Regions from separate parts of the Zea mays genome. Here regions 1, 3 and 4 are each linked to region 2. A link is a contact called in public Hi-C data. All regions are on one chromosome and are shown on one strand. Each heading gives the region's core, a stretch centred on a gene start, on an enhancer-like site or on the middle of the called end of the contact. The rest is flanking DNA. Distances are from core to core; before and after follow the strand shown. Region 1 holds the start of LOC103653610 (histone H3.2). Region 2 holds the start of LOC100382163. Region 3 holds the start of LOC100275534. Region 4 holds the start of LOC100277290.

Region 1 (6,619 bases), core at 1,201-3,700, 190 kb after region 2:
GATAAAATTACTCAAATTTAAAGAATAAGTCATTTTCGTCAAAAATCTATTATTTAAATAGAATGGGCTCTAAAAAACAAAATATTTTTTCCAAATACCTACAAGAAAGTTATTAACCTATCAAAAAGCCAGATCATTCTTATTTTTTTGTAAAATAAGATTTTCATACTAACTTAAATCCAAACATTAGATACATCAAACAAAATTTATGCCTTAACATAAATACATCAAACACTTGATAAGATTTTATCTAATTAAAAAATTGTTTAATTTATTAAGATCAATGTTTCCTTATTTGAAACCATAACTATTTTTTATTGAAATTAATAATTAATCTAGGTTTCTTTTACTCGACAGATTTAGGGTGTTACAAACTCGTTCAGCCAAAGCAGCATAATACATAATTTTTCTATATAAATATGACATGCTGCTATCAGTCGTGCCGGACCGAGCGAGGTGTAGACCATGGGCCATGTAAATTTCTTTTTTTTTATTTTTGGAAAATTCTGTTCAATAGATTTTAATTAAAATTCATAGTCGTTGGTCAATACAATGTTAAACCGATTTTAATACTGATTCCATTTTCAAAAAATACTGTTTTCATTGAATCGTATCAAAAAAAATTAAAAACAGTTTTCTAAATTTCAAAGAAATCTTAAACCATTTTCATCCTAGAGCACAGTAACTGGAACTCGAACAACGATTAAAGCTAAGCTTTAAGAGAGACACTTTAAAAATTGGGAGGCAATGTTGTAGACCTGACAATTAGCAAACTTCGGAGGCAATGTTGTAGACCTGACAACTAAAAATTCCATGTCTCACAATTCACACATTGATTCCACCACATAAAGATAAGGCTGTCTCCAGCAACAGCCTCTATATCCGTCCTTTACAGTATCCTCTACAAGATTTTATTCTCTATATTTCCTTACTCTCCAACAATGTCCTCTAAATCACGTCCTCTATACGTAAATACCTATATTAGAGACATTTTTTATTTTTTATTTTTATACATACGTATTTGTCATACTCTTAAATGTATTGTAAATGTTTTAGTTTTGTTAAACCGGTTATTTAAAGTATTCAAGTGGATAGAGGACCGTTTAGAGAAACTCTATATATAGAGAATCCAGCAGCGTCCTCTAAATTTAGAGGACCGTTTAGAGGACGTTGTTGGAGAGCATAGAGAACCGTTTGGTCCTCTATATTTAGAGTACAGGAGGCTTTAGAGGTTCTTGCTGGAGCCAGCCTAAGCCTAGAAAGTGTGTTCAAAGCCTAGAATTCACTCGGACCTGTTTGTTTTGTTGTAATTGAATTCTATTTTAATAATTATAATTTAGATAAAACCAATTAAATTTATATATTTATATATATAATATATTTGTATATTACTCTAAATCATATGATAGAGATAATTATATACTACATTTATGTTATAGTGAAGTAAGTAAAAGAGTGTGTTATAAGTTATACATAAAAATATAGTATATAAATCTATAGAATCAATTTCTATCTCTCAGCTCATAAATTTAAGATAGACTTATACGGTCGAAGGTCACATCTTAAAAAAATAACCTATTCTGTTAATAAGATTACAATTCCGGAAACAAACGAGACATCAGATTTCTTTTTTAAAGCACATTCCATTTCCATTAAGATAGAGGGAAACGCCACTTCAGAGGCACCGGTGCAAGAACAAGCAGATTAGAAAATGCAACTCCTAACACTACGAACACCATCATGCGAACAGAAGGAACCGAACAGAAGCAAGGATTCTACAAGCAGAGACACAGAGGAAAGGCCCAACAACGTGGACGACGACAACGGGAGATCAAGCCCTCTCGCCCCTGATGCGGCGCGCGAGCTGGATGTCCTTGGGCATGATGGTGACGCGCTTGGCGTGGATGGCGCAGAGGTTGGTGTCCTCGAAGAGCCCCACGAGGTAGGCCTCGGCGGCCTCCTGCAGCGCGGCGACAGCGGAGGACTGGAAGCGGAGGTCGGTCTTGAAATCCTGCGCGATCTCACGGACGAGGCGCTGGAAGGGCAGCTTGCGGATGAGCAGCTCCGTGCTCTTCTGGTACTTGCGAATCTCCCGGAGCGCGACGGTGCCGGGGCGGAAGCGGTGAGGCTTCTTCACGCCACCGGTTGCCGGCGCCGACTTGCGCGCCGCCTTGGTGGCCAGCTGCTTGCGGGGCGCCTTGCCGCCCGTCGACTTGCGCGCCGTCTGCTTCGTGCGGGCCATCGGAGATTCGGTGCTTGGCGCGAAGATGGGCGAGCCGAGCCGGCGGTGGATTTGGGAAAGAGTTGGTTTGATGCGAGGCGTTCGGAGATTGGGATGGGGTTGGGTGTTTTGTAACCGGAGCGGGGAGCCGGGAACTTTTTCGAGAGAAGGGCTAGCCGGCTAGGTGACGGAGTGGCATTGCGCGGGAATGGACGGCGCCGATGAGGTGGAGGCGGAGTGAGGATCCGCGTGATGGGTGGCTCTGGGCTCCTATTGGCTACAACTGAATTGGGGAGGATCGAAGGGCCTGTGCTAGTCGATCGGTGCAGATGGTTTTCGGCTCCTTTGAAAGCCGCGCAACCTCGCCAGTTTGGTTTGGCCGGGCGCCTCGATGAAAATCACAGGCATGCGCGAAAATGAGAGTAGGCGGCAGGATCTGCAGCAGATTGCGGAAGTGAAAAAATTAAGGATATGTTTGGGAACAAAGTTTTTTTTTCTAGTTCCAACGCAACACCGTGATTTTTAATAATATTCTGATATTTTATTAAAAAAGATGTTTAACAAAGGTTCCAAAAATTATATATTGAAAATAATAATTGTTAGTGACACCAAAACAGGGTAACACAATTCGGCGTGTTTGGAGGGAAAGTATTTCAAAACCATGGTTTTATGATATTGTAGTTTTAAAATATCTTGACACAACCATAATATTTTTTACATCACTCCAAGGTCCAAGCATACTTGTTTGAAGACAAAGTATCCCAAGCCATGATATTTAGTATACATGTGAAAGAAGTCGGTTATAGACAAAAACTTTGAGTTGAAGTAGAGTTTCAAATGCTCTAAAATATCATGGTATCTATAAAGATATGGTATTCAAAATAAAGTTTTTTACAAGGTAGCCAAACACCTCTTAGTAAAAAATATCATGGTATTCTCTAATATTATAATTTTACCTCAAAACTTTAAAAATATTTTGTTTCCAAACACCCTCTTAGAGGTAACAGATCTTCGTCCCCAAATCTATCCAATACATAAATTGAGTGATGAAGATTATCATTATCAAAGACCTTCGAATAATGCAATAAGAATGTCTAAGGGGTATCATTATTACTTCGTGATACTGTCATGCGCTCGGGCCAAGGAGCCAAAGCTTCTTAGCTTCACCTTTGTGTGCGCGTCGTCCAAACGAAGGTCCCGAACGAATGTGGACTTTATTATTACTTCAAAGCACCTGAAATAGACTTAGAAACAATTTGTGACTTGATGTTTTAAGAAGTTTTGGCAGGAGAAGGCCCCCAACAACAGTATTACGAATATACTAGTAAAACCACAATATTGGAGACTTTGGTCTAGACCAAAGTTTTCCTTGTTGTGCGCGAAAATGTGGTATTTGTGAAACTGTGGTATTGGAATATTTTGGTTATTGTTAGAGTGAATTTGTATCTGGTCCTTATTGGGCCTTGGGTTCCTGTTAGGTGGCCCATTAGGGACTCCTCTTTATATTGTACAAACTCTCCCTTTAGATGAATTAGGGTTTACAACATGGTACGAGAGCCAAAATCTTTTCCTCTCCTGTAAACAGTCGTTGGCTCCTCCCAGCCGCCGCCGCTAGCTTCTTCTCCCTACCAACCGCCGCCCTTCCCCTGTCATGGCCGACCGGCCACCGCCCCCAGGGGCCTTCCCTCCCCGGCCTTCTTCCTCCCTGGAGCTGGCCCCGCGCCTTCTGGTCATTCGTTGTCCTTGGAGACCGTCGGGTTTCTCCCTCGTTGCCACCGGTGCTCCGGTCGCAGGCAACCTCTGCACCGGCGTGACCGTCACTAGTGCCGCCCCCTCTCCCCTTGACATGGCCCCTCCCCAGTCGGTCGCGGCCAACCTCGGCGCCGACACCCCATATCCCCTCGATGTGGCCCCTCCCTCTACGGTTGTAGTCCCTTCTGGCATGCCTGCCCCTAGCATCGCTTCATCTCACCTCGACGCGCGGAGATCTGGTGTGGGAGGCCTCGGCGCAGGTCCCCTTGCCCCGGACGCGTGCAACCTTGGCTCGGGCCGGATCTGGCCATGCCAGCACTGTCACACCCAGATTTAAGGGTAAACAAGTCTCACGCATATAATGACTCATGGTACAACAATCAATGTTATATCTTTATTATATAATAGGGGTTATGTACAAAATAACTAAATAATTATATCATATGAAGACAACGATCCTCTGCAACCATAGTTGACTAGGAGACGATAGCCTAGACCTCTCACGAACTCATCACGACATCCTTCATGCTCCTCATTTTGTGGTACCTGTTCTTGACTTAGGCGTGAGTACAGCAAGACTGAGCTCACATACGTTCATCGTTCAACAAGTTGTGGGGAATAATGTGCATAAGCTCACTTACGGTGGGAGGGCTCATGTGAAGTGTAAGGCTTACTAAAAGGAATAGTTAAGGCAGAGCATTGCTTTTAATATGTTGGTCAAAATTTTATTAGCATTTACTAAGTATAAGTGTATACCAACCCAATTAAATAAGAGATCACAATTAATAATAAATCTCACAGTGCATTGCAAATGACAGATTAAGTTTAATTCCATAAGTTAATCATGCGAGAGTCCTGGGTCGCTCTTGACCATGAGCACGATTGATATACCAGTTCTACACTCTGCAGAGGTTGTACCCTTTACCCACAAGTCGTGTTACCCATTTGCCAAGGGATCACAACTTCCCATTCATCTCTACCGAGGAGGAGTGTTTTAAATAGCGGGATACATAGTTTATCCCCACCCTTCTCAAACTTGCAAATATCGAGATACATAGTTTATCCCCACCCTTCTCAAACTTGCAAATATCAGGATATAGCGGGATATATCAGGCTAAATATCATAACTTTTCACTAGTAAAAAGGATATATCGGTTGTTATATCTAGTTATTTAAAACCTTGTTGAGGAGACAAGGAAGGTTCCCACTACGAGGCCTTTACAAAGTTCCACTAGCTTCAAAAACCGCTATTGTTTGTGTGAGAAGGGGCAATATAGGAATCCCTCATTCGAAAAGCCATTGCAGCACGATCGACCTGAGAACCTCCCTATACTGGCAGCTCCTCGCACCATGGTTGCCCCTTTTGGGTAAGGTAGTCCTCCACTAGCTTTCCTAATTAGTCCGTCAAGGGCGTCCCATTCCACCCTTGTGGCAGCACTGTTATCTCAGGTTAAGCTCCATGTTCCAATTAACACAATAATCTCCTCACACATCGGACTGTCCGGCGCTTCGTGCGGAGCGTCCGGTGAATTAACACAATAATCTCCTCACACGACGTCTCTACCACCCTGGTCGCTACCCAAGCCGCTGTGACGGTCGCTCATCGACGTGCGCAGGACACCACGCGTGCCTTGGAGCAAGAGCAGGCAACTGCCAATGCTCTCGATCGTCCGTTCACTGAGACTTATCGTCTTCTCGCGGGCAAGGGTGTCCAGGGCATCACTCCACCATCATATCACGACAGCACCAGTGACTACACCCCCTCCGACGTCTGCCACAACCATCTACAACATGCTTCACACATAGGTTTCGGGGATCCTCAACATTCTGGTGCGTGTCACCGATGTTCTCGGCCACGACTCCCTTCAGTACGCTCGATGGCTCCAGCAGGTTTTGCAGATCTTATGTTGATATGCCCTTGAAGCCTACGTCCTCTCCGACACCACCGAGCCATTTAAGTCCTGGTTTTGGATGGACTAGGTGGTGCTCACCTGGTTTTTCGGCACCATTATCGCTAAACTGTAGGATATTTGTCGATGAGCTGGACAACACTGCTCGCTTGGTCTGGGCCGCGTTCGAGACTCACTTCGTGGCAACTACCAGGCCCAAAAGCTTTACCTGGAGGCTGCCTTCCACCAGCTCATTCAGAAAGGACCTATCTGTCACTGAGTATTATCGCCAGATGAAGACGCTGGTGGACTCTCTCCATGTCCTTGGTGCTTATCTCATGGATGAGAATCTTGTCCTCAACGTCCTGCGTGGCCTCAGCCCTCGCTACGGGCACCTGAAGGCCATCGTCAAGCGCTAGAAGTCGTTCCCCACCTTCGAGCAGGTCCACAGCGATCTCCTGCTTGAGGAGCTCGAGTACACTGCCAACACTCTCGTTGCCACGACCCTCTACAGTGCCACTTGGACCACTCCTTCGAACGTCGGGGGGTTCCTCACCACCCCTCTTCACCTTCGCCAGCCTCTAGAGCCCCTCGTTAGGTTTCTAGCTCCGAAGGTGGTCGTGGCGGGCGTGGCCACAAGGGATGTGGCAAGGGTGTTCAGGGTGGTGGCCATGCTCTAGCAGGCAGGGTGGCGCTCAATGGCCATCCTTCTACAACCCGTGGATCGGCACCATCTCTATTTAGTCGGGGTCGTCCG
Region 2 (7,743 bases), core at 4,439-6,938:
GAGTTCGTGAGAGGTCTAGGTCGTCGTCTCCCAGTCAACTTTGGGTTGCTGGATCGTTTCCTCATATGATGTAATTATTTAATTATTTTGTATAGAACTCCTGTTATATAGTAAAGATGTGACATTCGATCCTGTGCCACTATGCATCATATGTGTGAGACTTGGTCCCAGCACACCTGGTGTTTATGTTCGCGCCCGGGCTTTGGACCCCTAAAACCCGGGTGTGACATAGTCATAATGACAATGATACATAATTCAAGAATAACTATTTTGAGACCTTTTATGCTTCCTTCAGTCTTGAGGATTAGTTTTCCTCTTTGTATGTACCTCAACAAAATAGCATTGTTGAATGCAAGAATTAGACTCTTGTTGAGATGGCTAGGACAATGCTCGATTGGCATAGGACTCCACAGAAGTTTTGGGTCGAGGCAATCAACGTAGCTTGCCATGTATCCAATCTCAATTTTTCTTTGAGTCTTCATGAATAAAACTCCTTATGAGTTGTGATTTGGATAGCCATCCAAGATAAGTCACTTCAAGGTGCTTGGTTGCATGTGTTTTATGCTCCAACAAGGTTATGCATTACATTCTAGAGTTTATTGTGCACTTAACCTTAAGATTAACCATATTATGGAGGCCTATGAGGTCACAATCAATGAGACTATGTTTGTACAACCCCTGCGTTTGAGTGTGCACTTGAATAAATGATAAAGAGATGGACAAGACCATCTTTGTGGAGGAGGAGCAAGATGATGCCAATTAGGGTGATCCTGAGCCATCTCTACTGTATGCCCTAGTTGAGCTTGCTTCCATTACTTTGGTTGACGACCCTAATGCCACTTCTTCCTCTACTTGGGGTCTTTTTGAGCCATTGTAAGTTGAACCTGGAGGAGGTCAAGCTATTGTTAAGGGGGAGGCAACTTTCTAAAGTGAGGCACCACAGCACATTTAGTGTCGCCATCCACCCCAATAGATGATCAGTGAACTCAATGAGTGAGTCACATGATCTAGGTCACAACATGTCTTTCACTTTGCTTATTCAACATTTGTTTCTTCTTTTAAGCTTCGAGATATTGTATATAATTTTATCTAATCCTAATTGGTTAATTCCATGCATGAGGAGCTTAAAAACTTTGAAAGAAACCAAATTTGACTTTTGGTACCACCGCCATAAGACTGCCACCCCATAGAAAACAAATAGGTTTTCAAAAACAAAGAGGGTGTTGAGCCATTTCAATCTCTTGTTGTTGGGTGCCATTATTTCTTGGTTGAGCTGAGTTGTCACCCATGTCTTTGAGGACCAAGGTTTACTTATTTCAAATGACCCTGATTTGGCTTTTATTTAGCTTTTGGTCATTTTAGTGAGTTCTTGCTTTTTCTTCTTCTTTTTATTTTGCTCTTAGTGTTTATGTGGTGGTGTTGACAATGCACACATTAAAGGAGAGATTACGAACACAAGGTTGATATGTGCTCTTATGATTTGAGTTTATGATGAATGATTGTCAATGAAGTAGTGTCTTGGGTTGCGTCGACTGAACTAACTGAGGCATGAGTGTCTGTAACATATCTCTTGGCTTATGGTGCGTAGGTGTGCATCTAGAGATGGCGGTCAATGGTGAAGGTCATGTGTTTGTGTCAATAGACCGGGAGTGATTGAGGACAAGCACTAGGACTTGACTGAGGAACTAGAGAAGTCGAGTGACTAACTGTGGTGACTAACATCTGGGGGACACCGACAAATGCGAGGACTAGCAAGACATGTGAATAGGATATGAAAAACGCGTATGGAGTATGCTACCTACGATGGTTTGGTGGTTGAGCCACAAAATCACCCGGTAATAGTTTTCGTGGGTCTGACCTCAAAATCCTAGGCATGGTTTCAGCGAGAATCAAAGGTGCCACATAAAGCCATAATGAAGGTTGCATCGAGGCAAAGCAAAATAATAAAAGGGAGTGTGGTCATCTTATCTACAATTTGGGAGTTTGTCCATTATGTCTCTGAGTAAGTGGTTTAGCTCTAAACTATTTAGCAGTATGATGAAAATGTGTAATAGAGTATAAATAAGAGAAGGGTTGTCCCTAACTAGCTATCTCTCTGGCTTCTATCTAGTGGTTTAGTTTTCATGCTCTCTCTTGTATGGTCCCTTTCTCTAATCCTCTAGACTGCTATTGAGATCTACAGATATTTTAGCTGACAAATATTCATTTCTCTAACTTGAGATCTGAAAAGTGTGGCTCCTACCATAGTTGTTCCCGGTTGTTACACCCTTATCAAGACGTGTTGTTGACGTGCGATGACAGAGTCGAATAAAACAAGCTACAGTAGTACTACATCCGTTCTCGAATATTTGTCGCCCGCTAGTTCATTTTTGAACTAAAACGTGATAAATCAAAAAGAGAGTATTGTATAGTTGCAGATGTATAATACGTACTCGTGAGCGAAACAAAATACTAGGTGATCAGGTGGGGTAGGACATTGATTCACACCTGACATGTTGTACTGCTACTGGCCACGCTGGGCATCTCCAAAGTAGCACTCAGAACTTGATTCCACACCTGGGACCAGCCAATGCATTCTCTGAATTTCCTTATGCAAAATAAATACAATTTTTCTTTTTAGTTTCCAAACGGAAAAGACGGCGTCTTTAGTTCTCATTGCATTGGTCCGTCAGGGGCCCTTCCAGGCATGATCGCCCCCAAGTGATTTCCTTTGTCGTTGTAGCATTCGGGTTGCAATCATGGTTCCTGTATCTGGATCAGAAAACATCCAGTCTGTCTGATATGAGTACGCGCTGATTATTTGTCTCCATGTTTGCTGTCCCAGATGTGTACTCTTAGAAAACAAGCCGCTCGCTTTATGGTATGCATAGTTTTTCAGAGACATTTTCTGAGCGATGGCCAGAACTGAAGAAAACATATCATGATCACCATATCTTAACTGCAAAGCGTTTCTGAAACACTTTTTTAAAGTTCCCAATTCTCAAGTCAACATTTCGATTGCCGGCAAGGCAGCAAGTTGCAGGTGCAGAGTGTTCATAGCATTTCAAAAAAAAAAGGCACTCTTCGACCCTTTTTCACAAAACCATCCACTGTCCAACACACTACCGTCAGCTTATGACATACGAAGTGGACAATACCAGCATCACAAATATAAGCAGACGAATGAACGCAAAATAATTGGAATGTTCGACAAAAGATGCAGGCTTCTAGCCCACCAACACTAATGGTCAAAACAGATGAAGCTTGCTTTTTAAATGGTAGCTTGAAGGGATGAATATCTGGTACTGTATGTTAGTGAAGAAAGAAGGGTTCGATACAACATACAGTACACAGTCCAGCTGATGCTATCGTAAAGCATTTCTGAAACTTCACGTTACATTAGATCAAATCGACCTGGAAAGCACGGATGAAGACAACAAACTCTTCGTTGATATTGATGTAATAATGGTATTCACAAAGCACACTGAGACGACACAACATCTTATCCTAGAGTACCTGTACCAGCCAGGTTAGAACCCTGAAATAATACAGAGATATCATAAGAACAGAACAGGAAATACACAGTGCTCAACCAAAGCATACAGCCAGCCAATAGTAGTGAGATGGATAACATGTGCAATGATAACATTAAGCATCATATTCAGATGGTAAACTGTACTTATTGCAAATGCTTGAAACCAACAGAGTTATTAACTTAACTGATATGCAGTTAGCGAAGATGAAACTATGTAACATATCCTAATTTGTAAGGTACTACAATAGATAAAATGGTTACCAGAAACTCTAAAAGTTCCCTAGCTCTACCACTTGCATCCTGCAATCTCTAAATCCTCTTTGGTTTGATGCCTATCTCAATTTCCTTAAGCTTCAGCTCCAGCTCCAATCGCTCATTTTCCAGCGCCATCCTTTCATTCTCCAGCTTCATTTTCTGCAGCTCCCTGTCCTTCTCCTTGCTGAACTTCAGCCACTTGAAATGCCTCTGCTCAATTCTCAGCATCTGAGATTTTATTTTCAGACGCTGCCTCTCGATTTGAACACGCATATAACTTAAATTCTTCTCAGAGGATGGACCACCAGATCCTTCGAAGTTCATTCTGTTCATGTCAATGGCTGCAACTTCTGACAGATGAGACCCACAATGTCCCTCATGATCATGTTTCAGTTTCTCGGTGGCATGAACTCTGTGAGGACCATGATCCTCAGCACCGGCCTCCAGATCGTCATTCAACTCGTCATCCTCATAATCATCATCATCATCAGAAAGCAACATCTGATCATCCTCGTCATCATAGCCAAACAAGCATTGCTTTCCCTGTTCAGCTGGAGCCCTAAGCGCCATCCGCAGGGACCTCTGAAGGACAGGATCATCAAGCAGGCAGTAGCGGTTCCTGTTGTGGTAGGAGCACATCTCCTCGTAGTGCAGATGCTTGGAGTTGAGATGCTTCTTGGCCTCCTCCCTGAGCTTCCCAGATAGGCTCAACTGTTCAAGGAGCTCTGGCTTCTCGACGATCTGGCAAGCCCTTCCCCGGCCGAGGATCTCAGTGAGCCTCTTGTACCTCTTGTTGAGGTCGTTGAACTTGTCCTCGCACTGCTGCGGCGACACAGCGAAACCCCTCTCGGTCATGGCCGAGGAGACCAGCTTCCACTTGCCCATCCTCTTGAGCACGGCGTGCTTCCTCCTCCCGCTGCTGGTCCCGTGGTCCGCGTCCACGTCCTCGTCGATGTAGGACACGGCCGACACCAGCAGCTTGACCATGCCGCTGGTCCACTTGACCCGGTGCCACTGGGAGGCGGCTGCCGCCTTGCCGCGGTCGAGGTGGCCGTCGCCGCCCTCCTCCTCGTCGCTCAGCGAGGCCTTCACCACATTGCCGAGCTCCGGCATCTGGCTCGCGGCGGGGGCAGCGAAGACATCCTGGTAAACCTGGAGCGCCTGGGGTTGGACGGCGAAGTGGAACGGCTGCCCCAGATCGAAGGGGCCTCCGCCTGGGACCATGGTTTGCGGCGGCAAATTTCCCTCCATCTCCGACGAGGAAACACCCACCGCAGCCTCACTGTCTTGTGAACTGTGCTCGTTTCAAAGCCTCACCAAACTCGTGGGGCGTGAGGAATGGCAGCCAGCCAGCCAAAAGGGCGCCGCTTTTTTCTTGGGTGGAGTTTCTTGCGGGATTTCGGGTACGGCAGGCGGAAAAGGCCAAAGCTTGCAGCTGGTTCTTGGAAAGGGGGTCGCAAGATGCACGCGCTGCCGGCTGCTGCTGCAGCCCTGCCCGCCGCACGGCAAGCGTGCGAACGCCAAGAACAGATGGGGACCACGAGAAGGCGAGTAATCCGAGGCAGGAACAGGACGATTAGCGCGAAATTGGACCAGCGCACGAGAAACCCCCTAATCCTCGACCACGAAATTCAAGAATGCGGAAGAGCTAGGATGTGTGGGCCAAGGGAAAACCATACCGACGCGGCGAGGCTGCTGGACGCCGATCCTACGGTCGCAGCAGCAGAAAAGAATGCATGCTCGATGGGAGGAAAGAGAGAGAGAAAGCGAACGAGCGATTCGGCCGAGGAAAAGGAGGCCTCCACCTCGAGGAAATCTGGAACCTTTCCGAGATTTCTTTCACCCGTTCTTTGTTCTCTCTCTGGCTCGGTTGGTGGCAACTGGACTACGCCCGAGCCCAGAGCCCAGGCCGGAGAAACAGACACACGAGGTGGGAGAAGGTGATGACTGATGATGATGATAAAAAGGGGAGGGCTCTAGCTGATGACACGCTGCTAGTAAAGCGGCTGGAGGCTTCCAAAATCGCCCAAAGAAATCAGTAAAATATTTTATACTGTGAGGAAGCACAGGTTGCCAAGTTGGGTCGCAGGAAGGACGATGATTGTGATTCAGTGCAGAGAGTTGGGCTGCGGGGAGTGTGCGCGGCACGCACGCAAGCACACGTCCACACCACTTTTTTCCGCCAGGCACTCCCTACCGCAGGCAGGAGCCTGGAGGTGAGCACGGGTGCCGACGGCGATGCTGACGCCGTGGGCTCCGTATAGGATTCATCGAACCTCGCTGTGGGCTATGGCTTTTAATTAGAACTGTAAGGCCTTGTTCGGTTATATGGGATATAATTTCATCATGGATTTAATCCAGATATGGATTGGGTGAATCCATATCTCACACCCAATTCCATGGTGGGATTAAGGGTCTGTTTGGTTGGGCTGTGGCTGTGGAAAAAGTTGTTGTGGGCTGTGAGCTGTGGAAAAAGCTGCTGTAGGCTGTGTGCTGTTAAAAAGCTAAAAATCGTTTGGTGGAAACCACTAAAAGTCATTAAAAGTTCTTCGATATATGTTTTCACAGTTCCATCCAAAAGCCACTAAAAGCAGGTCCAGGGGTGCTTTCAGTTTTGCACTACGAGAAAGTCGGCTTTTAGAAAAAGCTGCTTCTTGGATCCAGCCCTTTGGTTGGCTTTTGGCTTTTAGGGGGCAAAAGCCAAAGCCAAAAGCCAAACCAAACACACCCTAAATCCATCAACAAATCCATGTGACTTTCAAAGCTAGTTATTCTTTTGATCCATGGATTCTAATGTAAACTTGTGCAATATCTCATGGATTTGTTCCATACCTAATGGGTTATGGATAGAATCCATGTCTTTCATAGTTTAAAAAATTCCCAAACCTTTGGGTTATATTTCATGATGGGTTTAACCGAATAAAAAAATTAAGTAGTCATGGATTATTTTGGGGCATGGATTGAGGCATGAATTTAATTCCAATCCATGCTAATCCAGAGCGGAATTGGTGTAAACGAACAAAGCCTAATTGGGTCCTGGGCACATCTGTGGTTATGCCAGGAGGTGAACCATGTTTACTAATCTACCTAGTCGCGGGCACATCTATGGTTATGCCACACTATGTCTAAAACGATATTTGGGACTAATCCACTTTACGTTCAATCTCAACCTTAGCAATCTCAAAAAATATGAAGTTGGGGTCAACTCCGTTTTGGTAAAGCATCCAAATAAAAAACTCGGTCGGTGGAAGAAAAACTGACTCACGATATTATCCCTACTACTATTAAGAACGTAAGGTGGGGCGCTAGCACTACCACGGTTACGCCCGCCTCCCCCTCCGTGCTCGACCGCGCCCACACCCCAAGCACGCACCCCTGCCCCAGCAACCTCGCTCCCCCGCTGGGAATCTCGACCATGAGATGTGGCCACCACCACCCCTCCTCATCTCCTTCCACCGTGCCCTCGCCTGCCTTCGTCCTCGGCACCTCGCTCCACGCTCGTGTCGCGTCGACATTGCCCCTCTCTGCGTCCATCTCCCCCTAGAGATGGGATCTGGCCGACCTCGAAGTCAGGGGTGGCGACGTTGTCCCACGCGTAGGAGGCGGCCCGGCATCGCAAGGTCCAGAGGAAGGCGTTGTCGTTGGGGCTAAACGACATGCCCTAGATGACCATGCAGCTGGGCATGGTGACATCGAGCACCATCGCGGAGTCCGCTACACCGAGGTAGAGCCCGCGCCCCTCCCTCCCTGATGGCACGAAGCATCGTCCTCTCCGCCCTCGACCCCCAGCCTCTACCCCAACCATCTGCACTAGTCTGTCCCTCCTTGTTGGACATTCGGACTCACATGATCACGCAGGATAGGTCGCCGCATCTGACAGCGGGGCCTGCTAGAGATGGAGCCGAGGGATGCAATCAGCAAATTCGACATCCTCCTTCTTGTGGCCATCATCCTCGTGGCAGCGTTCACCTCCG
Region 3 (7,498 bases), core at 4,679-7,178, 220 kb before region 2:
ACGGCGTGATGACGGTGCACCCGTGACCCGTTCCTCGAACGGATCGCACACACGCAACGGCCGCCCCGCCAACCACTCGCCCTGTCGCATTAACTCCGCGGCGGGACAGGCGGCGCCTCTAGCAGGAGAAGCGGACGACGCTTCGCCTTCGTCGTAATAACCGCGTCAAAAAGAGGTACGCCACGTCGTTCGATTTCGTATCCTTTTTCTTTTTCCTCTTTCTCTATCTCTTGCAACAGGGACCGGGAAAGGGGGATACCCCGAAAAGGATCCTTCTCCGCGAAGGAACCGGGCTCCGAGCCCCCCCTACTGATCAGAGGTTCAAAGACTGGCCCTCCGAGGGGTTCAACAGTCGCCTCAGATCGCGTGGGCCCGACACCCACTACTGGTCAGGGGTTCGAAGGCCAGCCCCCCGAAGGGCTCCATGACCGCCTCAGGCTACTCGGGCTCTGCGCCCATTACTGATCAGGGGTTCGAAGGCTGGCCCCCGAAGGGTTCACAGTCGCCTCAGACGCCGAGCGAGGGATGACCAGGGGTACGTTCGATACATAACCGAGGCTCGGGCTGCGCTCCCGAGGTACCCTAGGACATTTCCGAGACCAGCGGGAACGATCTTGTAACGGAATCCCATCGGAGGGAGGCATCGAGCCCTCGGACCCCGTCGCTAGGGGACCGGGTCCGGCAAATCACCCACAGGTACTTTTGGGCGTGCCTCTGGGCCCCTAGCTGACCCCCAACGAACGGGGCACGGACGTCCACTCGGATTACCCGCTTGCAGCTCACCGGAGACACCATGTTCGGTGCCCATCGAGGGTAACATGGCGCACTCCCCCCCTCCTCCTTGCGGAAAGGCGACGTAGGGGCGTATGTAAAAAGTTGAGTCTGTCCCTGATCGTCCTCTCGCCCTGTGCGGAGGCTCGGGGGCTGCTCTCGCAAACCCGGCTCCGGCCGAACCGTTGACAGCGTCAACATACCAGCCCGAGAGCTTGGGCCCCGACCGTGCACCCGGGCTACGGCCAGTTCGCATGAGGGAACAACCAGACCAGCCGAAGCATTATGTAAGGCATTAAGACCTCGAAGGAGTGTAACCACTCCTCCGAGGCCTCGGGGGCTACACCCGGCGGGTGCGCTCGCGCGCACCCACCGGAACAAAATGCAACCGAGAAAGGCTGGTCCCCTTGCAAAAAAGTGCGACGAAAGCCTCCAAGCGAGTGCTAACACTCCCTTCGAGGCTCGGGGGCTACTGTCGGGGACCATAATTAGGGGTACCCTCAAGACACCTAATTCTCAGCTGGTAACCCCCATCAGCATAAAGCTGCAAAGGCCTGATGGGTACGATTGAGTCAGGGATCAAGTCCACACGAGTGACTCGATCACGCTTCGTCCGAGCCTAGCCTCGGCCAAGGGCAGCCGACCTCGAGAGACTTCCGTCTCGCCCGAGGCCCCCCTTTTAACGGCGGACACACCTCCGGCTCGCCCAAGGCCTTGGCTTCGCTTAGAAGCAACCCTGACTAAATCGCCGCACCGACTGACCAAGTTGCAGGAGCATTTAACGCAAAGGTGGCCTGACACCTCTATCCTGACGCGCGCCCCGGCAGAGCCGAAGTGACCGTCGTCACTCCGCCGCCCCACTGACCAGTCTGACAGAAGGACAGCACCGCCTGCGCCACTCCGACTGCAGTGCCACTCGACAGATTGAGTCTGACAGGCAGTCAGGCCTTGCCAAAGGCACCACGGGAAACTCCGCTCCGCCCGACCCCAGGGCTCGGACTCGGGCTAAGACCCGGAAGACGGCGAACTCCGCTCCGCCCGACCCCAAGGCTCGGACTCGGGCTAAGACCCGGAAGACGGCGAACTCCGCTCTGCCCGACCCCAGGGCTCGGACTCGGGCTAAGACCCGGAAGACGGCGAACTCCGCTCCGCCCGACCCCAGGGTTCGGACTCGGGCTCAGCCCCAGAAGACGACGAAACTCCGCCTCGCCCGACCCCAGGGCTCGGGCTCCGCCCTGGCCTCGGCCGAACGATCTCCGCCTCGCCCGACCCGGAGGTTCGGGCTCGGCCTCGGCCACGGAAGACAGACTCGACCTCGGCTTCGGAGGAGCTCCCACATCGCCCGACCTAGGGCACAGGCCCGCCACGTCAACGGGAAGCGCCATCATCATCCTACCCCGAGCCGACTCGGGTCGCGGAGAACAAGACCGGCGTCCCATCTGGCTAGCTCCGCCAGATGGGCAATGATGGCGCCCCACAAGATCTGTGACGACGGCGGCTCCCAGCTCTCTTACGGAAGCAGGGCAACGTCAGCAAGGACTCGACCGCTCCAACAGCTGTCCCTCCGCCAGGCTCCGTCGCTCCTCCGACAGCCACGACATCACGCCAGCAAGGTGCCAAGACCTCTCCGGCTGCCACATTGGCATGTACCCAGGGCGCTAGCTCTCTCTCTCCGCTAGACACGTAGCATTCTGCTACCCCCCATTGTACACCTGGATCCTCTCCTTACGACTATAAAAGGAAGGACCAGGGCCTTCTTAGAGGAGGTTGGCCGCGCGGGACCGAGGACGGGACAGGCGCTCTCTTGGGGCCGCTCGCTTCCCTCACCCGCGTGGACGCTTGTAACCCCCCTACTGCAAGCGCACCCGACCTGGGCGCGGGACGAACACGAAGGCCGCGGGACTTCCACCTCTCTCACGCCCGTCTCCGGCCGCCTCGCCTCTCCCCCCTTCACGCTCGCCCACGCGCTCGACCCATCTGGGCTGGGGCACGCATCACACTCACTCGTCGGCTTAGGGACCCCCCGGTCTCGAAACGCCGACAACTTTATTGTTATCATTTATTTTTATAAGATACTTCTGCTATGTAATAATATTTGTGACATTTGTGTCTATACACTTGGTCATTATATGTGTCGTTCTTCTTTAGCGCACATATGAGATGCACCCGGCTTTATCCCTTAAATCCAGGTGTGACAAATAGAACTCTAATTCATAAAGGTCATTTAGGATGCATCTTTTTTTTGGAAATGACTCTCTGGTCAATTTTAAAAAACATAAACTATGGTGTCCTTAGCCTGAATGGGGAAACATATTAGGCATGTACTATAGATTCATTGTTATATTTTCCAATACTTGAGCAGTAGAACACATCGGTGATGGGGTAGATGGGTGGAATATACCATGACATAACTAGAGGTGGATGAGTAGGCGACATTCGTGGAGCCACCTTTCAGGAGGTTTGATCGGCCTTTGCTTGTGCGTAGGTCGCTTCCTTCCCATAGACGACTTTTGATTGTTTTGCTAGTCGATTGTGCAGAACGACCCTTTTATTCGTATATTTAGAGAGAAGTTGATCGAATGTAGGACTAGATTTAGCAGACTTACCCAAAGCCTTGCCCCGATACTGCTTCTCTGTCCCATTCACCTTCATCATGTGGGTTGTCGATTTGTTTCTAACAATATTAGATTGTCTGATTCTAAGTATCAAACTATCTGAAGCACCAGATTGTTTGGTGATAGCCATCTAATTGCCCGATGTACGTCGTATAGGAGAACTCTGTCGATGGCTAGTTTTATTTTGCCCCCCATTACCTCCGATCTTATTAGTGGTCCTTATAGTTCCTTTCTTGTCTAAAGCCTTCTGAGTGGTCATTCCTTGTGATAGATTTGTTGTGCGAGGATCACCGATGACTATGTTCTTACCCTTGCCTTTATCAGCCATCTCCAGCCAAATTAGGACCTTCTTGCCATTCATCTCAAGTGTATTGATGGGGAACGACTGTCTGTCAATTTGCATTCCTTGGAAAACCAATCGGCCATCATTTATAGCTGATTGCATCTGCCAATGGAAGACAATGCAATCATTGGTGGCTTTAGAAAAGGAGTTATGCCATTTATAATACACACGCATTTAGGGCATGTATAGTGGTGTTTAATGTAGAGGCTCTTGAGGTGTTTAAATAGGGTATTTGCAAATAAATCATGGAGTCGTCTCTCCGCGAAGAGACGTCTCTGGCTCGTAACCCAAGTAGCAACACACGGCTCACTTCCCACTGTATGAATTCGTCATCTGTTCTATTGGTCCGATGTTATATAAACGTATTTACTTCTATATTTATTAATATACTACAATTATAGACACTCCATTGTACAATAGAGTCTCTTAGTTGTCTCTTGTGCTTGGAGAACCGTTTTGGTGTCTCTCCACTATACATGCCCTTACAATTCATCTTTCGAAGGAATTGTGTGAGGCAGTTTAATGTTACCGCTCTTGAGTAATTCATCAAATATCTTGTCACATTTAGCAACATTAAATGTGAATTTAACTTCTCCTTGTAGATTCTTTTGAACCGGCTATAGGGACGAGCAAGAAGAGAGTCTCAGCGACATATAAACTCTTTTGGTTCATCATTTGAGCTACTACCGTCATGACGCTCATTATGACAAGATAGTCCTTTGCTTCAACTTTCGTAAGGTCGGAGGCGAAAAATCGCCGGACCATTCATGCGGATGTCGTGCGCCCGCGCCCCGCCCAGCGAGCGAGCGAGCACGTGTGTTCTTCCTTTTTCTCTCTCCTTGATAGCTTCAACCAGGTGAAGACAACTCAACAACTAGAAAAATCGCCGGACCATTCACGCGGATGTCGTGCGCCCGCGCCCCGCCCAGCGAGCGAGCGAGCACGTGTGTTCTTCCTTTTTCTCTCTCCTTGATAGCTTCAACCAGGTGAAGACAACTCAACAACTATTTAAGTTGGTCTCACTAACAAGGTGGTACTAAAGTCCCATTGTATCATGCATGTGCGAGTGAGTCTTTAGGATTTATATATCGGAATTATTATTTAGGCCAAGCTAAATTCTGTAACAACAGGAACTAAAGCTTAGTGGTGTATCCAAACATCAAAAGTGGTGCGATGTTCGTTTGATGATGATTGTATAATCGCGTTACCAGTAATTCAGTATCATTATGTATAGAAACATACACCCGCATGATGACACCATGATTGAGTCCTTTCCAGCTCCTTGGTTGGGGACAAGGACATATATAGTGTTGATAGCGGAGTGTCATTTCGAGGGGCGAGATTCGTATGCGATGACGCGCGCGACGAATCCAATCCGGGCCGGTGAACCCACGTTTCATGGCGCTGGTGCAGAGCTGGGAGTTTCGTGTCAGTGGGTGGCAGGCAGCAAGACAAACGAATGAAGCGAGAGCGAGCTCGGAGCTGGGTGAAGATTTCCGGAGCTCTGAGCAAGGGCTGCACGCTCTATTTTCTGGCGACACCGAGATTCTCTCGACGGAAAAGGTCGTCGGTGAGTGGGAACCAAAGCAAGTGCGTGCGCGCCCGTGCCAGCCATTCATGTCCCAATTATCGGGCCCAAAAAGGCGCCCTCGATACCCACCCCATCGGAATCCCTGCCGGATCCCGAACACCGAGCGAATTCAAAGGCCTTCGAAGCCGTGACCACTGACGAGACAGAAAGAAGCCTCAAGCTGCACCGCACGGTTCCCACCTCCACTACTGCGTCTGCATGCACTGCCTTGTCCGGCGTCTAGTAAGCTGAGCTCTCGTCCCTGTTTAATCACGACCTGCTAAGGTCTGGGCGATTAGATGCAGATCTGATCATGGATTAACATAACCCTTTACCCCATCATCATGGTGGTCGAAAAGTGGCCAACAAAGCCTGCTAGCTCCTGCTTGGCTTTGTTGTTGTTACCTAGCGGCAGGCTTTGCTTTGTGCTCACCTAGCTCTTGACCTCTTGTGCTCTGAGCTCCGGCGTGGAGGGTGGTGGTGGTGCCAGCTGGGCTTTGGCTTTTAAGCTGCCCTCTCCAGCCTGCGCTCCGCCCGGCACCTGCACTCAGGTCGTCACCCAACCCACCCAGCGTCCAGTCTCCAGTGCTCGGCTCGCCTGCTCCCCACCATCGTGTGCAATCCTCGCTCCCTTCTTCAACAACAACGCCCTCAAAGGCTACCGCTCCACTAGCTTCACCACTCTCATTTGCAGATTGCAACACCAGCAACTCATTGCAGCTTTCAGGAGCTGAAACAACGAGTGGCAGTGTGGGAGAGCGCACGGTAGCAACTTGAGAAAGGGAAGCAGGAGCGAAATGGGTGCTGCGACGACGCTGCCCGGCAACGCCGGGCCCGTGCGCTGCTCTCGCACGTTCCTCGCGCTGCTGCTCTGCTTCCAGCTACTGCACACGTCGTTGGCCCTCAAGGTAAGTGGTACATCGATGTGCACGCACGCCCATTGTTTGGCTGCATGCGCTTCCAGGAGCAAGCCTAATAACGACGATGCGTTTCAGCTGCACGGCGTCGGCGGCTACGAGGAGAAGAAGGTCCCGCTGGCCGTCATCGTGCCGGACCCCTCACCGGAGCTGTCGGGCCTGTCCCCGGCGCCGCTCGCCGCGCCGGCGCCGGTCCACGGTGGTGGCGACGTGCGGCCGAGGCTGCCGACAGAGCGGTGGCGCCGGGACAGGGGAGAGGTCCGGCGCGCCGCGCACCCGCCGGCCGCGCCCGCGGCCGCACCCGAGCCCACGGCGGCGCCGTCGGCTGGCCCCGCCAGAGCCCCCACCGCCGGGGCGCCGGCGCCGGGCTCTGGCGACGGCGGCGCGGCGTTCATCAAGAGCAGCCCGGCCGTGCCGGTCCCGCGCGGCGTCACGGACACCGACACCGTCCTGCCCATGCCCGCGCCCGGAGAAACGCGGCAGGTGGGTAGTGTGCTGCGGTGCACGTAGCGATATATCTCACGCCGGCGCGGCCCGTTGCATTCGCATTGCATGGTTCCATTCCATACAGCATCCATCACCGTTTTACGTACACCGCCTTTAATACTTTCCCATCTCCATTTTATTAGTAATAATAGCTTCCTTTTCTCAACAGTAACTTTTAAAAGTATTAGTATTGGAGGGCAAAGGTGGAAAAAAAAACTAATCACCTCATGTTCCATTTTAACTGCGTCACTCTCTGTTTGTCTTGTTTCTTAATGAATGATGATGTCCTAACTAATTTTGTGTGGTTTTCAGGAGGTTGGAGGCGCCAATTCAGTTGGAGCCGCCTGTGTAATGCCGCTGCTGCTGGGGCTCATGGCTATGCTGATGCTGTCTTTTGGGATCTAAGCAGCATGCAGTTTAGAACTAGCAGTCGCAAGAGAGATCTATCAAAAGATTGTTCCTTTTTATCTGGTTTATTGTTTCTTTCTGTGCCGGCGCCGGCGACCCTGACCCCTCTTCTAATCCTATGTAAACAAAGTCGTCAAGTCTTCCTTTTATCTGCCACATGCACGTTGTCTCCTGCCATCCTCTTGATACTAAAGAGTATTGCATGCATGGTATATGCATTATTCAAAGTTTCATACTACAGAGCATCTCCATCATGAACTTTAAAAAAAAAAATACCTGCTTATTTGGTTAGAAGGGGATTAGAGACTTCAATTTCCTCCTAACCAAATAAGCCCTAACCTATATTATTTCAGGGTGTAGATTAAAGACCTTGGTCTAGCAGTACTTT
Region 4 (6,870 bases), core at 3,135-5,634, 230 kb after region 2:
GCGACGAAGCGCACGATGCAACACAGGATAGAATCTGAATTTTAGACAAATCCGTCGCGCGGCGAAGCGCGCGACGCAACACGCTAATTAACAAATAATCACCGCAAGCGCGGGCGAGCGAAGATACGGTCAGGCGAGGCCGGGACGGGGAACGGGCGGCCGAGCCGGGGCCGGGGCGGTTGAACCGGCCAGGGGGCGGTTGAACCGGCCGGGGGCGGGGGGCGCGCGGGCGAGCGGGGCTCGCCGCGCCGCGGGAGGGCGCCGAGCCACCATGGCCGGCCGGGCCGAGGGGCGGGGCGGGCGAGTGCCACGCGCAGGGGCCGGGGCAGGGGCGGGCGCCGCCGCGAGGGGAGGCCGGGCGGGGGCCGAGCGCCGCCGCGAGGGAGGCCGGGCGGGGGCCGAGCGCCACCGGGGAGGAAGGGGCGGGGCCGAGCGCCGCCGGGGAGGGAGGGGGAGGGGCCGAGCGGGGAGGGCCGAGCGGGGAGGCCGAGCGCCGCCGGGGAGGGAGGCCGGGCGGGGGGGCCGAGCGCCGCCGCGGGGGGGGGGGGGGGGGGGGGGGGCGAGCGAGGGGGGGGGGGCGAGCGCCGCCGCGGGGAGGGGCGGGCAGGGGCGCCGCCGCGCCGGGCAGGGGCGGGGATGGGGTCGGGCGCGGGCAGGGGAGAGGGAGGGCGCGCGCGGGGGGAAGAAGAGGAGGGAGAGGGAGAGAAAGAGAGAAGGGGAGGGGAGGGGAGCTCACCTCGGGGTCCAAAATCCGGTGATCGCCGTCTCCAAACCCTAGGGCACCACGGGGAGGGAGAGGTGGAAGAGGGAGAGGAGAGGTTGTTGCGCGGGAGATCCAAATGAGAGAGAGAGAGAGGAGGGGGGGGCGCATGGGGGGGGTTTGGGCGCCGGGGGCGCGCAGGCCGGGGCGGGCCGGGCCGGTTGGGCTGGGCTGGACTAGGTTGGGCTGGGCCGGGCCACTTCGCGGATCGAAAACCCACGACGAGCGCGACCACTAAACGGAATTAAATCGCGAACCGAAATCCGGAACGGAACGAGACGAACATTCAACATCAGACAAAGAAATGTGCTTCGGCATGATGCAACACCCATGACACTTAGGTTTTGGTTTATACATGACACGGACACCCGTCGCTATACTGGTTTGAAATTGGGAAGAAGGAGCAAACGAGGAAAGAGAAAAGAGAGTAACGCCCGAATTTGGTGAGAGAAAAGAAGAAGAAAATTCTACCCCCAAATTCAGGGCGTTACACCCCCGAGGTGAGACGCCTTTGCCCATGCTTAATTTCCCTAGTTTCGCTCTGTGCTCGGCCAATTTTGGCATCGCCGGTGCTCGACCGTGGCGGTCCACCATGCTCGCGCGGTGGGCGGCCAATTTAGCCAGGTCTAGTTCCCCGGTGTAGGTTCCTGTGTCACCCCTGCCCCTGCTGAAGCTTTCCCAAGCCTTAACACGCCTCAAGCCCCCTCCCTGTGGCCGGAATGCCTCGCTAGAGTTCCTCCGGTCCGCCTGAGGCCTTCTCTCCGCCGTACTCCCCTCTCTGCCCTCAGATTCGTGGCCTTTTCCCCGCCATTGAGTTCGCCGTGGCATCCTCTCCCTCTCTGCCCAATCCCGGCGACCTGGGGACCCCCTAGCACACGCCTGCCTCAACTCCGGCGACCTCACCGCCACGGAGAGGAGCAGCGCCACCCGCAGTCGTTCGTCCCTCTCTGGTCTGATCTCCCCCGTCCGATCTTGATCGCACGGCCTAGATCGCGGATACCGCTTCGCGCACGCGCGCCCTACGCCCCTGGCCCGCCTGTTAGTGCCCGTGTTCCCTGGCGCTAGGCCCGTTCGGTCAGTGCGCCCTCCCCCTCCGTCGCTGACATCCCCTGGCCCGCTTATCAGCACTCGCCCGCCCGCGCGCGCTCTCGACCGCAGATCTAATCTCGGCCGTCGGTTTCTGATCTAACGGTTAGAATCACCCGATACCCCTTCGCGCGGTAGTTTTACTAAAGAGATCCTCGGTTTGTTTAGAATCAACCCGCCATCCCTGGTTTTCGCACGCAGGCCCCTGTAATCTTGCAGATTGAACCCTATACTTTTAAATATTGATAGAACTAGACCTAATTTCATATTTTGAATTCCCAAACTTGTTTATTTCATATCTTTTTCATATGAACTCCAAATTTGGTGATTCAAATTACAAAATGTTCATAGGATTATTCTCTGTTTAAATAAAATAGTTTCATTTACTGTCTGCACATTCTAATTTTTATGATTAAGTATGAACTAATGTAGGTGTAGATTTATTTATTTAATAAAATAAATAAAAGGAGAACCCTAGAGATTTAAACATGTTTAATCTTGTGAGATTAATAATGTGTATTACATGAAATCATCTCTGTTCTAATTTTTAGGTCACAATAAAATAAATTGAACTATGTTATGTATTTGTGAGTAACACTTAGAGAAATAATAATCTATTTTCAAATGAAGTTAGTTTATGTTATAGTTTATGTTATACTTTGATCTTATTATTCCTTATGTAGTATTGTGTCTTTTTAAGATGTATTCCTATGTTTGTACATGTTTGGTGTGCTGTTCATTTGTACTTTCCAAATGTATTGAGTGCATGTTCGCTTTATTTAGACAACGAGCAGTCCGAGGTTCCTGAGTGTGTTGTTGGAGACCTTCTTGAGCAACAACCTGGTGAAGTCAAGTGTCCTCTAACCTATTATGTCCTACGTACTTTATAATCTATTGTCCCACATTACATTACTTAAACCTAAGGATTGACTAGTCTGTATTTATCTTATCCTTGTTTACCTTTTGGGTTATCATGGTTAGCATTTTGCTATTGCCTTAACTCTAATCAATGAACATGATGTGAACATTTATGATACAATATTGTTATCCTGATTATGTTGATGATCTTGTGATACTCTAGGGGGCTCAGGCCTTTTTCTTGAGTACCTCTCCGTAAGGACCTGTTCGTGGAGTGACCACCCGAGATAATAGTGCAACCATGAGGGTGGAATGGGACGTCCTTAGCTGATTAATTAGATGAACCTGGGTGTGTAGTTGGCTTTGCCGGAGGGCCGTCAATGGGAGTCGGGGCATAGTGCTCGCTCTGCCGAGGGGGGGGGGGTGCAGAGGTTCATTCGATTTGGTTTTGTTAGTCACCCACCTTGGGGAGGTGTACTGCGTTTGTACGACTGGCGAAACCTAACGAGCAGTTATGCACTAGAGGAGTCTTTGTAAAAGCTACGTAGTGTATCCCTGACCATTCACCTCGGTAGTGAAGATCGGGTCTGTACAACCCAGGCTAGAAAGGGATCACGACTCGTGGGTAAAGTGTGCAACCTCTGCAGAGTGTTAGAAACTGGTATATCAGCCGAGCTCACGGTTAAGAGCAGCCTTGTGATCCTCTTTGATTAGAATAACTTTGGATACTTATATGATGATGGTTAACAATGATGTTATAAATTTGATCTCTGGTATTTCCTCTTTTGAGGAGTACTTTTGGGTAATAACTGGGTTTATTACTAAAACTTGGCTCTACCAATAATAATAAATACTTGACCAACTAAAAGCAACTGCTTAACCTCAACCCCACATACAGCTAGTCCACTTTAGCCAAACGAGACATTTGCTGAGTACGTTGATGTGTACTCACCCTTGCTTTACACACCACCCCCACCCCAGGTTGTACCCATTGTACTCAGTGCTCAGGAGGTGATGCTGGCAACATGGAGGACTTCGAGGAGTTCTACGACTACGACGAGTTTTAGTCTATCTTATTGGCAAACCCCCAGTCAGCTGCGTGTGTAGGCTTAGCATCTACATTTCGTCTCTCCGCACTTTGATATTTATGTTAAACATTATGGCTATGTATTAGACTCTGTGGATGTCTCTGACACATGTATTCAGCTCTCTTAGGATTACAACATATGGTGGAGTCCTCCTCTATTTATAGTGCAAAGTTAAGGTTTTGGTTAGATGGGCCATATGGGGCGTCAGGGCCCAAGACCAGTTTCTCAACAGGGCCGACCTGCTCAGGGAACCAGGTCGATGGAATTCTAGTTGAGTTTGTTGTGGTTGGGCCCGATTTGGTCAGAGTGATTGGATCAGGGAACTCTGTTTGGTATGATCTGGTTGGAGTGACTCGATTGAGAAAGTAGGTTGGATTTTTTATGGTTTAGTCCGAACTAGTCGGGTTGACTAGGTCGTGGTTGCCTTGCTCGAGGGTCGTCCTAGGCCATACAAAGTTCTTATTTGTTAGAATGGTTTTTTGTGTTATCTTAAAACTATTGCTTAAAATTATTAGAATAATTAGAATAAAGTAATTAGAATAAAGTTAAAGCCGTTGCTTAAAATTGTTTGAGTAGACCTGTTGAGACATTATTATCAACAATTCCTGATAAAAACAGACCCACTTCCTCTGATCCTCTTCAACCCACCCACCGTGGGTTCGTCCAGCCTTCCGGCCTTCCCCCCCGGTGGTCATCACATCTCCCCCAATTCGCCGCCCCCTCCGACCTCGCCGTACTCCTCTCGCTCCGGTGAGTCCAGATCCGTCTCGTCGTTCGTGATTCATGTGACTTATGTGCTTTTTTCTTTCATTCCTTAGGGTTAATCGCTGCTGTCTTCTGCAGTTGAAGTAGCCTCTTCATCTGCTCGCCGCAGTTCGTCCGTTGCCCATGTGAGTAATCCGATATGATGATTCACCTCCATCCATACTCTGTTGCTTGCGTTCTCCTCTCGCTGATCTGTATCCAAGCACCGTGCGTGGATCGACCGGGTTCCCGCTGACGATGCTCGGATGGTCGTGCCTCTAGAAATTCGTGGATTTACTTCCTGACAAATCCGTGAATGCTTGTTTATTCCCTGAGAAATTCGTGGACTCAATGTAGTGGATTTGATAGACGAGCATGAGGCGCGTTGCTTATTGGTGCCGAACGTTGAATTACTTGTTGCTGGGTCTACGGCATTGACAGGATCGTCAGAATGACGCATGGGTCACCACTCACCAAACAAAATGTTGCATCGGCTTTGTCTATGTGTGGTTCCTGATGTTTGTGTTTGTGCCATTGTTCTTTGTTGTGAAGTGTGAATGCTTTCATCGGTACTGATCAGTGTTCTAAAAACTGTTTAGACGTTAGGAAGAAGGTTAGTCAGCTTGTAGCATCTAGTCAGGATTATCCGATGGCCAGTTATTAGGTGTTAGGCACAAGAGTGGTGTGTAGGCAGCGTATGAAGTAGTTATTAGAACAGATGTGCTTATTCTAGTTTCCTTCCATTGCCTCTAATTGTTATATTCACTACTAAAAGTGACACTCCTAATAAGCTTCAATTGTTCCTAGATGCTTCCTCAACTCTATCTCCATTCAGCACAGTTTTTTTTGTTAGAATAGTTTAAAAGCAAGTTGTTAATCCTCTGAATTATGTGAACCTCTTTTGCCAAGCTTGACATGGAACAAGTGTTAAAATAGATTTGGTTTCCATTGGTTGGCAATCAGCATGTCGTTTGTGTTGGTCACTTGTTCTCAATTGCTATACACAGTTGAAAACAAAGCAACACAATGCTAAAAAGGTAGTTAACCTTCGTCCTCGAATAGTTACCCCTTCGGGATATTCCCTTCGAAGACGAAGGTTAAACTTTACTTAAATGAATCATACGAAAGTATAAAGATGAAAACACAAGAGATATACAGAAGGTAAACATGTTGACTCATCTCAGATTGTTTTGACACTTCATTTCTTCCTTCGCACGTAATAAGTTTTCAATCGTACCTTCGGCTCCTCGGTGTAAGCTAGAGCGAATGTATTCTGGAGAATGAATTACACAGTGCAATTATCCAGCCTCCAAAAATGTACTTTATGCAGTGCACTGTTCATCTATTTATAGGGGAAAGTACAACTTCATATAAAATTACAAGCATGTCTGCAAGACCGATTTACAAATAGTGCGTGGGTAATAATGTCTTCTGCCTCTAGTAATAGTGTTGTCATGATGAAGCTAACATCTTCGTCTTTCTCCATGTCCTGCTCCGAAGGTATTTAGCGTCGAAGCACCTGCGACACTTAAGGATATATTGACAACAATAGTTAAATGTGTTTTTGAGGACCTTCGAAAGACGAAGGCCTCCAACAGTTTGTAAACCAAAATGGTACACATGCTCTTTGGTTTGATGTTCGATAGCTTAGTGTATTTTTGCAAGTGTTGTTGAAAATGTTTTCGTGTGCTAAGAGGTTCCAGAAAACTCCATCTAGAAAAGCAAGCTACTTGTATCGTTTTTTTCAATTAATTAACAACATGTGTTGATGCTAGATGGTAGTTGCCCTTTTTTTAATTTGATTTCTTGTTGTAATCTCTGCATCTTGCGTTGTGTTACAGGGCGGATGAGGAGGTAACTGATCCAAAGGCGTTCCTAGAGGAACGTTCAAAGGCTAAGTGTGTGTCGCAGTGGTATGAATATCAGGTAATATAATTCTATATCAGTTTTTGGTTCTTCATTTTGTATTGGCTGTTGCTTGTTTGCGTGCGAACTTGATTAATTTATCTGTATAAATGATACGTCCTATAAACTTGCTAGAACATGGTCTAAATATGAAGAGTGTTTTTGGACTTCTGTTGAAATCTTTATCTGTTGTTTTTGTTTAAGTCAGGTTTCTCTTGGGATATACTTTTGAGCCAAGTTTGTAGGTCAAAATATGGTCTGCTTGTAACCTTCCCTAGAAAGAAAATCTGTTTATATTATATTTCTGTAGATTTTTATACTTTCTCAATGACCTTTGGAATAGAGAGTTCTATTATTTGTTTTAGCAACTATATTTTGCCCAGAGAATAGTAGTATTGTATAATGTAAAAGGTGGTGAGTAAATGTGGT

The links. A called contact is a pair of places that touch in the nucleus more often than the background predicts.
Region 1: a Hi-C map of ear shows a contact between it and region 2, with 2.7 times the contacts expected there. The contact joins the promoter of LOC103653610 here to the promoter of LOC100382163 in region 2. A contact is called at or near these places in 3 of 25 Hi-C or Micro-C datasets (ear, endosperm and tassel).
Region 3: a Hi-C map of tassel shows a contact between it and region 2, with 3 times the contacts expected there. The contact joins the promoter of LOC100275534 here to the promoter of LOC100382163 in region 2. A contact is called at or near these places in 2 of 25 Hi-C or Micro-C datasets (ear and tassel).
Region 4: a Hi-C map of ear shows a contact between it and region 2, with 3 times the contacts expected there. The contact joins the promoter of LOC100277290 here to the promoter of LOC100382163 in region 2. A contact is called at or near these places in 5 of 25 Hi-C or Micro-C datasets (ear, endosperm, leaf and 1 more).

The regions. Positions count from the first base shown.
Region 1 is chr4:117,581,793-117,588,411 of Zm-B73-REFERENCE-NAM-5.0, reverse strand. LOC103653610 (histone H3.2) reads right to left here and starts at 2,450. Exons shown (of 1, transcript XM_008680464.3): 1 at 1,563-2,450. The coding sequence starts at 2,242. The coding sequence ends at 1,832.
Region 2 is chr4:117,775,706-117,783,448 of Zm-B73-REFERENCE-NAM-5.0, reverse strand. It overlaps LOC100382163, which reads right to left and starts at 5,688. Exons shown (of 1, transcript NM_001174923.1): 1 at 3,639-5,688. The coding sequence starts at 5,020. The coding sequence ends at 3,824.
Region 3 is chr4:118,000,462-118,007,959 of Zm-B73-REFERENCE-NAM-5.0, reverse strand. It overlaps LOC100275534, which reads left to right and starts at 5,928. Exons shown (of 3, transcript NM_001149591.2): 1 at 5,928-6,207; 2 at 6,295-6,699; 3 at 7,015-7,264. The coding sequence starts at 6,097. The coding sequence ends at 7,107.
Region 4 is chr4:117,545,612-117,552,481 of Zm-B73-REFERENCE-NAM-5.0, reverse strand. LOC100277290 reads left to right here and starts at 4,384. Exons shown (of 5, transcript NM_001365094.1): 1 at 4,384-4,542; 2 at 4,636-4,682; 3 at 6,378-6,462. The coding sequence starts at 4,681.